3 separate regions of the Mus musculus genome follow, and all the other regions are linked to region 1. The links are chromatin contacts, called in public promoter capture Hi-C maps. All regions are on one chromosome and are shown on one strand. Each heading gives the region's core, a stretch centred on a gene start, on an enhancer-like site or on the middle of the called end of the contact. The rest is flanking DNA. Distances are from core to core; before and after follow the strand shown.

Region 1 (4,078 bases), core at 1,186-3,685:
CACACACACACACACACACACAAACAAACAAAAACCCAGTCTCAAAAACAAAACAAAAAAACCCACAAATAACAAACCAATAAAATAAATAAAAACAAACAAAAGAAATCCTAAGACATACCCAACATAAACATTTTTTTAAAATAAAATTCACTAAGCTTGTCAGCTTGAGTCCCATCCTAGGACTCTCATAGTAGAAAGACAGAAGAGACAGACAGATCCAATGTCTATAAATTGTCCCTCAACCTTCGCATGTATATTATACATACATGTACATATGCATACACACACACACACACAAGATTGTTTGAATTCCTCCAAAGACCTGCTAGAAATCATTCCACTTTACAGGAATGTTCATAAAGCTTTAGCACACGTCTACTCAGGGAACTCCGCTAACTCACACACGCCCGTGAGAGGACTTGTCCTGCATATGGTACGTCACAGCATTCAATGCAGGACTGCAGTTAGAACACAGCTTGTAAGCTCTAAAGACAGACAACATTAAGTCTTTTTTTTTTCTTTTTAAATTTTGCTTTGCATGTATGAGTGCTCTGTGTAGATGTGTCCCATGTGTGCTGAGTGTCCTCAGAAGCAAGAAGGGGGCCTCAGATCCTCCGGGACTGGAGTTGTAATTGATTGTGAGCCACCAGGTGGGTGCTGGGAACCAAACCTGGGTCTTCTGTAAAAGCAACAAGTGGTCTTAACCTCTGAGCCAGCTCTCAGCCTTTTTTTTTTTTTTAATTTTTTTTTTTTTTTTAGATTTTTAAAAAGACCTTAAAAAGTCACTAAGCTACTGATTTTTGCAGTAGATGGATTATATTTCAATAGACCTGTTTTTAATGAATCATAGTCCAGGATTATAAATTATTTCTCTGCTGGTTAAATGAACCAATTCAAGCCAGATTAGATGTTATGAAATGCAGGTTTATTGGAAAGCTGCTCCCAGGTGAATTCACTGGGCTCAAGGACTGAGGCCAGGGGAGTCACCATGGGAAGGTGAGAGAAAGAACACATGTAGAGAGAGAAGAAGAGAAGTCCAAAATGCCTGGATTATATAGGGTGGAGCCTCTGGGGGGAAGGGCTGCCCAGTTCCTGGGCTGGAAGTTCAGAGTTGGGGGCAAAGTATGCCAGGGAGGGAGTGAGGGATGCTGGGAGAGCCTGGAGTCCAGGTCTGCTTTGATATGTAGAATAAGCACCTCAGTTCCTACTCCTGGGGTCTGAAACCAAACAGGGGCCACTGAAATGGCCCAGGTGAGGATGCTTGCTGCCAAACCTGCTCACCTGAGCTCAATTCCAGGGACCAACACAATAAGAGAGAAGTTATCCCCCCAAGCTGTCTTGACACCAACATCCACCATGACACCCACATCCAAACATACACAAATAGAAATATAAATTAAGTAATAATAACATATTTAAAAATTTGGTTGGGCAGTGGTGCTGCACGCCTTTAATCCCAGCACTTGGGAGGCAGAGGCAGGCGGATTTCTGAGTTCGAGGCCAGCCTGGTCTACAGAGTGAGTTCCAGGACAGCCAAGGCTGCACAGACAAACCCTGTTTTAAAACAAAAACAAAACACAACAAAAAAACCTCAGGCAAAACCATGCATGTTGGCAACACTCAGGAAACCAAGGCAGAAATTGAGAATTCAAGACTAGTCTGAGCTGTATAACTGGAACACTTGAGCAAGAAGCATGCTCTTCTACTAAATACAAATGGTTTGTCCCAACTCCAGTTCAACCCAAAAGGCTCTCAATGGAAGGGGAACACCAGGAAACCCACCGAGAGTAGCCTGTGGGACTTACATCGGGTTGTCATCGGGTTCCCAGCCTTCCAATTCCTTAAAGCAGAAAAAACACTGGGCCAAATCAGGCTCGTTCTCGGTAGGGCAGTGGATGAAGCCAGCCTCCGCCATCTGAAAATGACAGCTCGTGAGCGGGATCAACAGTCTGACCTTATCCCATGATTCCCAGAGATCGTTCCGGGCCGAGAACTGAGGACAGTGGGAAGAGGCCCGGAGGCTAACAGTGGTTCAGGCAGAGGGTGGGGAGAGCGGGGGGGGGGGGTGGCCTCGTGGAGGACAGAGCAGAGCAAAGCAGCCTGGCTAACAGTACGAAGCGAGGGTGGGGATAGCGGGTTCTGATCCCGGGTCACACAACTAAGGCACCGTCGGGCCCAGGGTGGAGTCGCTGGAAGCTGGGACTCACTCGCTCTGGGGTGCAGGCGCAGTCCTCCAGGAAGGGCCAGTTCTTGAAGGTGGCGATGCGGTAGTTCTTGAGGTACAGCTGCCAGATCTGGGGCAGCGCCGGAGCTCCCATGATGGCGTCACCACAACCTCCGCCAAGACGACTCAAACGCAGGATTCAAATCGCGCGGGCGGAGGCGCGCCGCAGAGCATGCCGGGAGAGCCCCGGCCCCACGCCCTCGCCCGCTGCCTTCTGGGAGTGGACGGCGCGAGGCGAGCCGGGAAAGTCCCGCCCCACGCCCATCTGCGCCTGGCCTTGTGGGCGTGGCGGGCGCAGGGCATGCTGGGAGTTGTACCTTCTGCTGCGGTTCCTTCTTGCTATTCTGACTCGAATCTTCCGCAGCTGCTCCCCAGAGGACACGGAGGGTGGCCGAGGGCGGTGGACGGGCCTGGGGCACCTCTTTAAAGCATGTCCGCTGCAAGTCCCATGTGCTCTGCAGGTTCTTCCTGCCTCAAGGTTTGCAGGATTTGGCCAGCTAGATATCGGAATGGAAGTGCCTCGGACCCACCCACAGGCTGGTGGAGGGGCGCCCTTAGGAAGACAGGAGACCCTCCTCCCTGCAGCAGCCGCCATCCTTCCTATAGACACCCTGGGATGGAGGCGGGGTCTGTATGTCCCAGCGCTGGAAAAGAAAGTCAATGGGTGTCTATTTCTGAGACCATCGGCCTGGCTCAGACCAAAGGGAAGCAGCCATACACCGCAAGAGAGTCCAGGAGCAGAAGAAAAATACTGCTTCCTGGGTGTGACTGTTGGCTGCTGAGCCTGCCTTGCTGCGGGCCCGTTTTCAGTGTCTCTGTTCCTGTCGGGCGGCCTGTGGTTGCAGTGGCTTCTAAAGAGCTTCACACTGCAGACAGCAGGCTGGGCATGCCCCGAACACAGCCCAGGTTGGCGTTGCAAACGAGTGCCCTGATAATTCGGTTTCCTTTTCAATAAATCTCAGTAGGCTTCCTGCCAGTGGGCCTCCAATGAGCTCCAGGCCACCTCACAGATTGTGAGGAAGAACAGATCATACCACATAGGCAGCTGGAACAAGAGGGGTTTTGTCACGTCCCGAAGAAACATGGATCAAGTATCAATTCCTGTGGCTCCCCCCAGCTCTTCTCACCCTGCCCCTATCCTAAACCTCACCAGTCCAGCGTTTGAGCTTCTCTTCCCTGTATAGACCAGCCATTTCTACAGCTTGCTCCCTTGGTCTGAAACTTTCCACTTCTCTCTTGGTCCTCTTCCCTCTCTCATCTCTTCCTCTCCTCTCTCATGGCCCGGTTCAGATAGGACTCTTCCCTGTAGTGAGAATTTGAGTTTCTCTAAAAGCCCAGTTATGTTTTATGAATGTGTTTTTGTTTTAATCCCAGGTGTGGAGTAAGAGGTGGCTTCCCAGCAAATAATTAGGGTTTGCCTTGCGCAAGGGTGTGATTTTTGCCAACTTCAGGAGAGCGTTTATTGTTTGGAATTCTGGGAAGTCTTTAGAGGGTATAAATGCCTTGAGCCCTGAGAGAGACAGGGGTGCTCTGAAGAGGCTGCTCCTCCCCCTGCTGTTCCCCGTGCTCCCACTGCTTGCTGCTGCTCCTGCTCCCCGACCCTGCTGCTGCTCCACCTGCTGCTCCTGGTTACTGTTGTTGCAGTTTGTCAAATATTCATAAGCAGAGACAAGAAGTTGGATATTCTAATGATGAAGAAGACTGGACAGGCCCCAAGGAGCCCAGTATCCCAAATCAACAGGAAGTAGCCTAAAGAGGTCTACGCCCCTTCCCCTCTAACCTCCTTTCTTTCCTAGCATTGGGAGGTTGGAAGGGAAGCAGAAGTGTGGTAGCGCAAAAACCAAGCAACAC
Region 2 (4,013 bases), core at 1,240-3,739, 2.1 Mb after region 1:
ACCACATGGTGGCTCACAACCATCTGTTATGGGATCTGATGCCCTTTTCTAGAGTGTCTGAAGACAGCTACAGTGTGCTTACATATAATAAATAAATCTTTAGAAATGGGTGGCAGTGGTGGTCTTACAATAACACAAATGTACTAACTGCCACAGATCTTGTGCTAAGTCTCAGGAAATGCATTATTTCACCACTACTAAAAAGAAAAACCCAGCAAACTCTGGCTCTGCCTAACATTCCCAAAGCGGTGCTGCTGTCTTTTGAGTTTGCTGCAGCCCAGGGCAGGTTTATACGCCTCTGTGTCTCTCATCAATAACGTCTTTCCTCGTTTCCCGGTAGGTTCTGAGAACTTCCCGCAAAGGAAGGCTGCTTAGCACAAGAGTCTTCTTCCAGTGGATCCCGAAATTATAAAAACCGAGATCACACGATTATGTTAAAACTCTATCAGTGGCCGGACAGTGATGGAGCACGCCTTTAATCCCAGCACTCGGGAGGCAGAGGCAGGAGGATCTCTGACTTCGAGGCCAGCCTGGTCTACAAAGTGAGTTCCAGGACAGCCAGGGCTACACAGAGAAACCCTGTCTTGAAAAAACAAAAACCAAAAACAACTCCATAGTGAGATGTACCAGGGTTAGGGAGGAGAGAGCGTCAAGGTTGGGTTGAAATCTGGCCCTTTCCCTCCTTCCCACACCATGTGACCAGCACTGTTTACTACCAAGCCGGCAGCCGCAGGCCAAGCTGATGATTATACAAACCCCTGATCACCAAACCACAATGGCTGAGTCTTCTGGAAGGAAAACTTTCCGATTCTGCAGCGGCCTAACCTTTACTTCACTTAAGCCCGCCTGCAAACTAGACTTTCAAACCCTATTACAGAAACTTATCTTTTCAGCCATGGAAGACAGCGCAGTGAACAGAACACAGACACAATAGCAACGGAATAAAAACCACCGACACGGGGTTACCGGTTACCGCAAGGTGCAGTGGGAGACCAGGAGCCTTCTCACTCGGAAATCAGGGGTGTCCTTAGAGGCCCCGAAGGTCTTTCCAGCTCACTGACCACGACAGGTTAAATAATACCTAGCGTGTCGGCAGTAAGCATCTGACTGCTGTATAGAAATTGATTCTGGAGTCCAATTTAGGGGAAAGGAGCAGGGAGGAGCACAAGGACTGTGACCTTTATTGCTAATTCGTTCTTCAGGAGGTAAGCCTTCCAAACGGTTGAGGTTGACTCTCTTCCCTGGGAGCTGGCACTTCCTAGCCACTTAAAATAGAAATGTCAAGTGTTTTCTGATTTCTTTCCCTCTTGTGGCCTGGCCAGCCTCCTGCCTGTCTTCTAACCATCTATTGAGGTCTTATACCAAGTGGAATGTGCAGAGGCGGGCGTTCAAGGGCAGTTACCTCTCAAACTACCTGGGGGTACTGATTATCAAAGAGGTAGCTTGTTAATGCAGTGCTCGCCAGACTCTAGGTTCCCCTGCTTGTAATTCTGCCAAGAGAGAAGTGACAGCGAATACAGCCGGTGACATTCCACTGCAGAGTGTCCGGGGACTCTGTCTGAACTGCTAATTCGTTCTCCAGGATGAGCCTACACTGTACAATGGTCTGACTCTGAAAGTGACCGTCAAACTTTTCTATTCCCTCCGTCACTCTTATTTGTTGTTGCTTTAGGTACTGAACCTTCCCCCAAGGCTTTTAACTGTAGGGTTTCGCGGTAGGGAAAAAACAGGGAAACTGCTTTACAGAACTGCAAAGGCTGTGGTGCTACGCTGGCTTCCGAAGCATCTTTATGTGACTCTAAAATCGGGGAAGCACGCCCCAACTGCAACATCGCAGCCTTGCACTGAACTGGAAGTCCCTCGCAGTGTCTAGCAGGCGGGCGGGTGCAGAGATCCCGTCCACTCCGGGCGGCGAGCACAGCGCGCGCTGTGGCAGAAAACCGCCTTTATTTGGGCCGGGGACACCCAGGGGCCTACAAATAAACACTCGTGGCATCAGGATTGGCAGTCGCTGGCCCGGGGCCCAGCCACGGCGGACCTGGGCCAAGGGTTCTTTGTTGGACACAACCTTTATTTCTGACGTGGGACCCCGGCAAGGGGCAAGCCAGGACAGAGAGGGGACATGAGAAAACGAAAACAAACAAACCAAAAAACCCTTGAGGACGTGAGGGAAGGAGCCGGCCCGGAGTTGCAGGCAGGCGCCGGCCGGCCCCTCTCCTCCAGCACAGAGAGACACCCCCTTTGGTGCCACTTGCTAGGTGCACACCCCAGGCGCTCCTCGCCTCGGGTAGGAACTCAGAGGGCGCAGCAGGCCGAGCCCCACGCCCCCTTGCTCCCCACTTCGGGCCGCGGGCCTTCTCGTACTTACCGGGGCCCCCTCGGACGGTCTTCCTCGCCCGCGTCCTCACCCCTCCCTGCCCCCTCCTCACTTCACCTCCCCGCCTCCAGGGGCCGCAGCCATGTCCGTTGTGGGCAACTCTGAGGAGGCTTGCCGCCTTCCCCCAGCAACAGACGCGCAGGCCAACAAGCCAAAGATCCCGACGCTGATTGGTTGAAATTCGAGGTAGGCGGAAGATTCTGATTTGTTATTGGCTGTTTGGTGCGCTCAGCTGTAACCTCCACCGCCCCTCCGGGAGCCTGGCGGAATTGTGTGATTGTTACTCTAAAGCGATCCGGGGAAGCCTGGGTCCTATCTCCGGCACGAAGCTCCCGCGTTTTTAGCGCTATAGAACCAGACTAGAGGCAATCATACAATTTCCTCCCCATTAGTTTACCCACTAAATTTTTCTAGAGCCATGGTCAGGTGATACCTTCTGCCCTTTATTATTTTTTAATGAGGCCCTTGAAAAATCGCCTTATCTGTATTTTCTTCAATTCTTCCTTAATCTTTAAAAGTCCCTCAGTACTAATATTATGGACCAACCAAAGCTGGAGAATCTAAAGCAATACTGTTATTTCACCCTCAGTTCATTTGAAATCTAAAAGGAAAAACAAGCTTGAAAACAACTTTTTTTTTCTAGACTAATTAGAGAAATCGCTTGGGAACCCTCTCTTGGGAAAACAAAATAAGCCTGTGTCAGTATTTACTTCCATTTTCCCAGAGATCTAAGTCTGGAAGGGTTGCTTTTAGAAAAAAAAAAAAAAAGTTTTTTTTTCTGTTTATGAAGTCAGAAAGGGTCATATCTGGTCCTGGGAAAAAAGAGCCCCTTCCTTATAATAATGAATTTAATCATGCGATTACAATCCCTCTTTTCGGCTAGACAAGAAGCCATTTTACTGATTTAACTCTGTTTAAACCAGTTCAGCTGTTACCTTGAACACTCATAGAACCTTGGCACAAACCTTCAACACAAACATCTGTAGTTTATCACTACAGATGGAGAAGTCCAAATCTCTCCACATAACCATAGATGCTCATAACATGATGGAGATAGCCACATAGCCACTTTCAGGGCTCATTGCCACATGGACTCACTACAGTCTTAAACATGCTGGAGTACTTTGTTCAGTAGCTCTCTGAGCTTTTACATTTCTTTGCAGCTAATAACAGCCAAAATGCAGCCAGGCAGTGGTGGCACACGCCTTTAATCCCAGCACTTAGGAGGCAGAGGCAGGAGGATTTCTGAGTTTGAGGCCAGCCTGGTCTACAGAGTGAGTTCCAGGCCAGCCAGGGCTACACAGAGAAACCCTGTCTCAAAACAAACAAACAAAACCCCCAGCCAATATGCAAATACATGCCCGTGTGAAACTTTAGCCCAAACACTCCCTTCCCATGCTGCTTCCCTGTCTGTTGCACAGAACTGGTTAGTTACCTGGGTCTGGGGTCTTTCTACTTCATTCCACAAAACCTGGAGCCCTTGGGGAATCCTGCCTTAGTTAAGGTTACGCTTGCTGTGATAAAACACCATGATCAAAGAAGCATGAGGGAGGGAAGGCTTTATTCAGCTCACACTTTGGTTCATCCTCAAGGAAGTCAAGATAAGAACTCAGTCAGGACAAGAAAAACTGAGCAG
Region 3 (4,462 bases), core at 1,921-4,420, 2.6 Mb after region 1:
GGGGCTGGCTTACAGTTCAGACATTTAGTCCATTACCATCAGGGTGGGAAGCATGGTGGTGTGCAGGCAGACATGGTGCAGGAGAGGAGCTGAGAGTTCTACTGGATCCTCAGAGAGTAGGAAGAGTGACACTAGGCCTGAAGTCCACCCCCAGTGACACACTTCCTCCATCAAGGTCACACCTCCTAACAGTGCCACGCCCCATAAGCCTATGGGAACTATTTTCATTCAAACCACCACAAGGGGAAAAGAGTTTACAAGTCCCTGTGGCTAACTGAGGTTCTACTGACAACTGGTGTTTTCTGGGGAGGGTGACTCAGTTTTCTTTAAGGGTGTGGCCCCTGATAAGTCCACCTTGCCATGACTATATGTAAGTGGGTTATTGAAAAAAAAAAAACATTTAGTTGCAGATGTGAGGTGGATTTAGGAGGGATTGGGGAAGAAATAGGGAGTGAATAGAATCAAAATACATTATATAAAATTTTCAAAAATTAATAAAAATATATTTAAAAATGAACATGGTATTGTCCCAATAAAACTTGACTTACAAAGCAAGTAATTTTCACGTCACAAAATATAAACTATGTTACCATTTAAGATGGCTCCGTAGTTAAGAGCACTTGCAGGGGCTCAGAGTTCAATCCCCAGCACCCATGACAGATGTTCACCGAAGCCCTCTGATCTCCAAGGCAGCAGCACAGGGCAGAGAGACGGGTGTATATAAAAATAGAGAGAGAAACTGGGCAATGATGGTTCACACTTTTAATCCCAGAACTTGGGAGGCAGAGGCAGGAGAATCTCTGGGAGTTCAAGACCAGCCTGGTCTACCGAGTGAGTTCCAGAACAGCCAGGGCTACACAGAGAAACTCTGTCTTGAAAAGCAAAACAAAACAGTACATGTGTAAATAAATTATTGTTGGAGAGATGGCTCAGTGGTTAAGAGTATGCAAAGGTCCTGAGTTCAATTCCCAGCACACACACAGCAGCTCACAACCGTCTGACACCAAATTCTAGTGTGCAGATGTACATGCAGACAAAATATTCACATACATAAGCTACATACGTAAATAATTTATGTATAGGCTTGTGGGCAGCATTTATCTTACCTACTAGTCTTCTGGGGCAGGCGTAAAACACAATGACATGTTAGAGAATCATATTTACCTCTCAATAAGAAAGTGGTGGAGCCAATCAATGGTGGTGCACACCTTTGATCCCAGCACTAGGGAGGCAGAGGCAGGCAGATCTCTACCAGTTCAAGGCTGGCCTGGTCTATAGAGTGAGTTCCAGGACTGCCAGGGTTACACAGAGAAACACTGTCTTGAAAAACAAAACAAACAAACAAAGTGGGGAGTGATTAGTTGAGCAGAGGATTCTGGGATACTGAGTTTTGGTTCTCAGTCTGGTTGTAGGTCACATTATTACACCTACAGTCTCATAACCCATCAACTATGGTGGGAATGAATGCACTTCTCTGTATGTCAAACTTCAACTAAAAATAACCTTCATTTTTGTTGTTGTTCTTTTGTCTTCTCTCTGTAGACCAGGCTGGCTTCGAACTCACAGTTCTGCCCTCCTCTGCCTCCCCAGTGCCACCGCAGCATGGCTAAAAACATTCTTAAAATAGTGTAAAAAATATGAAATACAAAACAGGGGAAACTTCTGGATTATTAAGCTCCTACACAAGGCTCCAGCAGACCAGCCTGAAAGTTGAAATGGACTGACTCAGCATGAAGTTCACCAAGCTGTCACCTAGCCGTTCATCTGGCCCAAGAATTCCAGATTACAGTCAGGTCAGTCAAGCCAGTTTCCATTGGTATGACCACGTTCCTACTGCCATTTCCCTCTCACAAAACAAGTGGCATACTGTTTTGTGAGATCAGGTGCCACTCTGTATACAGCCCAGGCTAGCTTTGTACCTGAATTATGGAATAGAAGATTCAGCTAGGGGCGGGGCGGGGCGGGGCGAGGCAGGGGGCAGTTAAAACGTAGAGCAATTTTGTAAGTCCCTGGGTTCAATCTTCAACAAGAATAAACAAGAATCAGATGTTGTGAGGATGACAGGTTAGTCTTCCAAGAAGGAGAAGGACTCTCAGAGAAGCACTGGGCTTGTCTGGTTAGAGGTGACAATGGGTCCTGCCCTTATTTTAATTATATTTTTTGTGGTGTAATCGAAACCAGGATCATGTGCACATTAAGCATTCACCCTTCTTCAGGTCCTGTTCTTGTGTAGAAAACATGTGTGGGTCGGCTGGAGGGTAAAGTTGCTTGCCCTCAGCCTTAAATGAGTCTGAAACCCAGGAATTCACGTAGAGGAGGGAACCAACTCCTATAAGCTGTCCTCTGACTACCACACACCACGCGAACGCTGTGGCAAGTGTACACCGGCCCCCATAAATAATGTAATAAAATATATAAATGTTAGAAAAAACTTTTAAAAGATATTGATTTTAGGCTTTGCATCAATTTTCTTTTAAAACATGGAATATGAATGATTTACCTTGACTACTGAGCTTTTGGGTGCCCCCTAAGGTACGGTCTCACCCTGATCCCTGTACTGTCGGACCAGGGTCGAAGGTCGGGCTCTGGTCTCAGTGCCAGAGGGGGAACTTCTTCGCGTGTTTCCTCCCCCATCGTGGGAAGAGGGTGACTAGAAATAAGCTCTTGAGAGTTTAACACTTGTCCTTCTCTGACACGCACAAGTAGCTGTTTGAGGCTACATCAGTTCAACATCCAGACTTAAAAATCGAGGAGTCAAGAATAGCGGATACACGAGACTTCCGGGCTCTGGCCTTCTGATTGGCTGATACAAAAATCACTCAAACAACGACAACGGGGCATTGCGTCATCAGCGAGCGGCAAGCTTTACATAAAGTAAGCTCCTTTCCAATTGGCTCCCTTCTTCAAGAGCAACTGAAACAGCATAGGGGATTCGCGTTTCTTCAAATCTAGACTTCCGGCATCTGGAGGTACTAGGAAGACCGGAGAAATTTGATAAGCTTTTGAGGATTGGACGTTCTGGGGGCGGGGCCTTGGCGAGATGGGGGCATGGTTCTCTTTGGGGGCGTGGTTATTTCGGAAATCTTGGTGAAGTCTCCAAGTTGATGTTTCTAAGCAAGCGGGAGGCGAGGCTTGGGGCGGGGCTCCAGTGATGGGCGGGTCCAGAGGAGCGTCCTCGGCGGGCTGCTGGACCTGCGCTCAGCACTAGAGTCATTGCTAGCTCTTCCGCTTGCTGGTTGCACTTCTCAGCCATGGCTCCTCGCTGCTGGCACTGGTGGCGCTGGTCCGCGTGGTCTGGGCTTCGGCCGTCTCCCTCCAGGAGCACTCCGAGTAGGAGCAGGGCTCTTGGGGGCTGCACCAGGGCGAGGGGAGGCCTGTGATCAAGAGCGGGGGTCCGAGCAGAGCTGAGGCGGGGCTGGAGAGGGGCAAAGCTGAACGTGTCTGCTCTTGCGGGAGAAATGGGAGTGATGGAGAGGGGAGGATCTGTGCAAAGAGATGTAAGGCGTCCTGGGTAAGACAGCTCAGTAAAGGCTAAAAGGATAGACCATGAGGTCTTTATGTGTGATACGAGGTGAACGGAGGTGACAGGCAAATTCGAGGTGAGGAGATGAGCAATAGAGTTCTGTGGGGGAAAGAAGGGCTAGAAAAAAGCAAAATAGAAACGTGATGGGCATATGAAGACATGAGATCACATAAGGAACCTCTCAAGAAAGATAGTGCTGTGCAGGACAGCTTGGGGGATAAGGGGGTCTGGGGCAGATTATTTGTTATTGTTCATGGGTGAGACATGGGGTTCTGGATAAAGACAGCTCTGGCATTCAGATGAAATGGTGAAGCTTTGAGGAACGGAAAAAGGAAGATGCAGGTGAGGGTGAAGGCAAGGTGCAACTGGACAGAATTGGTTTGGGGTGGTAGGAGGGTGTTGGTTTGACCCTGCTGTCCCCTGCTCTACCTAGCCCCAGGCTTCTGCCAGAAGTTCTCCACACAGGAGAAGACCCCTCAGATCTGTGTGGTCGGCAGTGGCCCAGCTGGCTTCTACACAGCCCAACACTTGTTAAAGGTAAGCGAGGCACTCCTTCCAGGCTCCCTTCTTACCATTCATTTCTTGTCCCAATTCTGGGGGTAGGCTCCAGCCCTTTGGTTTGTCTGACAAGGAAGGGGCTTTTGACTAATGTAAGCTGTGTTCTTTCTAACTGATTCCACAGGTATAGCTGAGGCGCCCTAGGTCCTCAGCTGTGAGAGACATGCATTTGTTCCATGGATGGTGGTTGGGGACAGATGGGCAGCTGTCTTCTGCTTTGTAGGGAAGTCTTTTTCAGTCTAATGGGATGGCTTTCGCCTCCCCTTATCTTTACGCTTCTTTATCTCCAGCATTTTATATTTCAAGGCAATCTTGTCTGCAGCTTTGCGCCCTCCCCACGACCATTCTCTTCCACAAAGGCCAAGGTCTCAAAGCTTTCAG

What was found. Promoter capture Hi-C pulls out the DNA fragments that hold promoters and counts their contacts.
Region 2: a promoter capture Hi-C map of pre-B cells shows a contact between it and region 1, with 2.3 times the contacts expected there. The contact joins the promoter of Tmem94 here to the promoter of Birc5 in region 1. A contact is called at or near these places in 2 of 39 promoter capture datasets (hippocampal neurons and pre-B cells).
Region 3: a contact with region 1 is called in a promoter capture Hi-C map of liver, with 4 times the contacts expected there. The contact joins the promoter of Fdxr here to the promoter of Birc5 in region 1.

What each region holds. Positions count from the first base shown.
Region 1 is chr11:117,847,594-117,851,671 of GRCm38.p6, reverse strand. It overlaps Birc5 (baculoviral IAP repeat-containing 5), which reads right to left and starts at 2,435. Exons shown (of 4, transcript NM_009689.2): 1 at 2,211-2,435; 2 at 1,809-1,918. The coding sequence starts at 2,321.
Region 2 is chr11:115,763,909-115,767,921 of GRCm38.p6, reverse strand. Tmem94 (transmembrane protein 94) reads right to left here and starts at 2,489. Exons shown (of 32, transcript NM_028014.3): 1 at 2,369-2,489.
Region 3 is chr11:115,275,677-115,280,138 of GRCm38.p6, reverse strand. It overlaps Fdxr (ferredoxin reductase), which reads left to right and starts at 3,170. Exons shown (of 12, transcript NM_007997.1): 1 at 3,170-3,330; 2 at 3,957-4,060. The coding sequence starts at 3,252. Fads6 (fatty acid desaturase domain family, member 6) reads left to right here. Exons shown (of 6, transcript NM_178035.5): 6 at 1-1,512.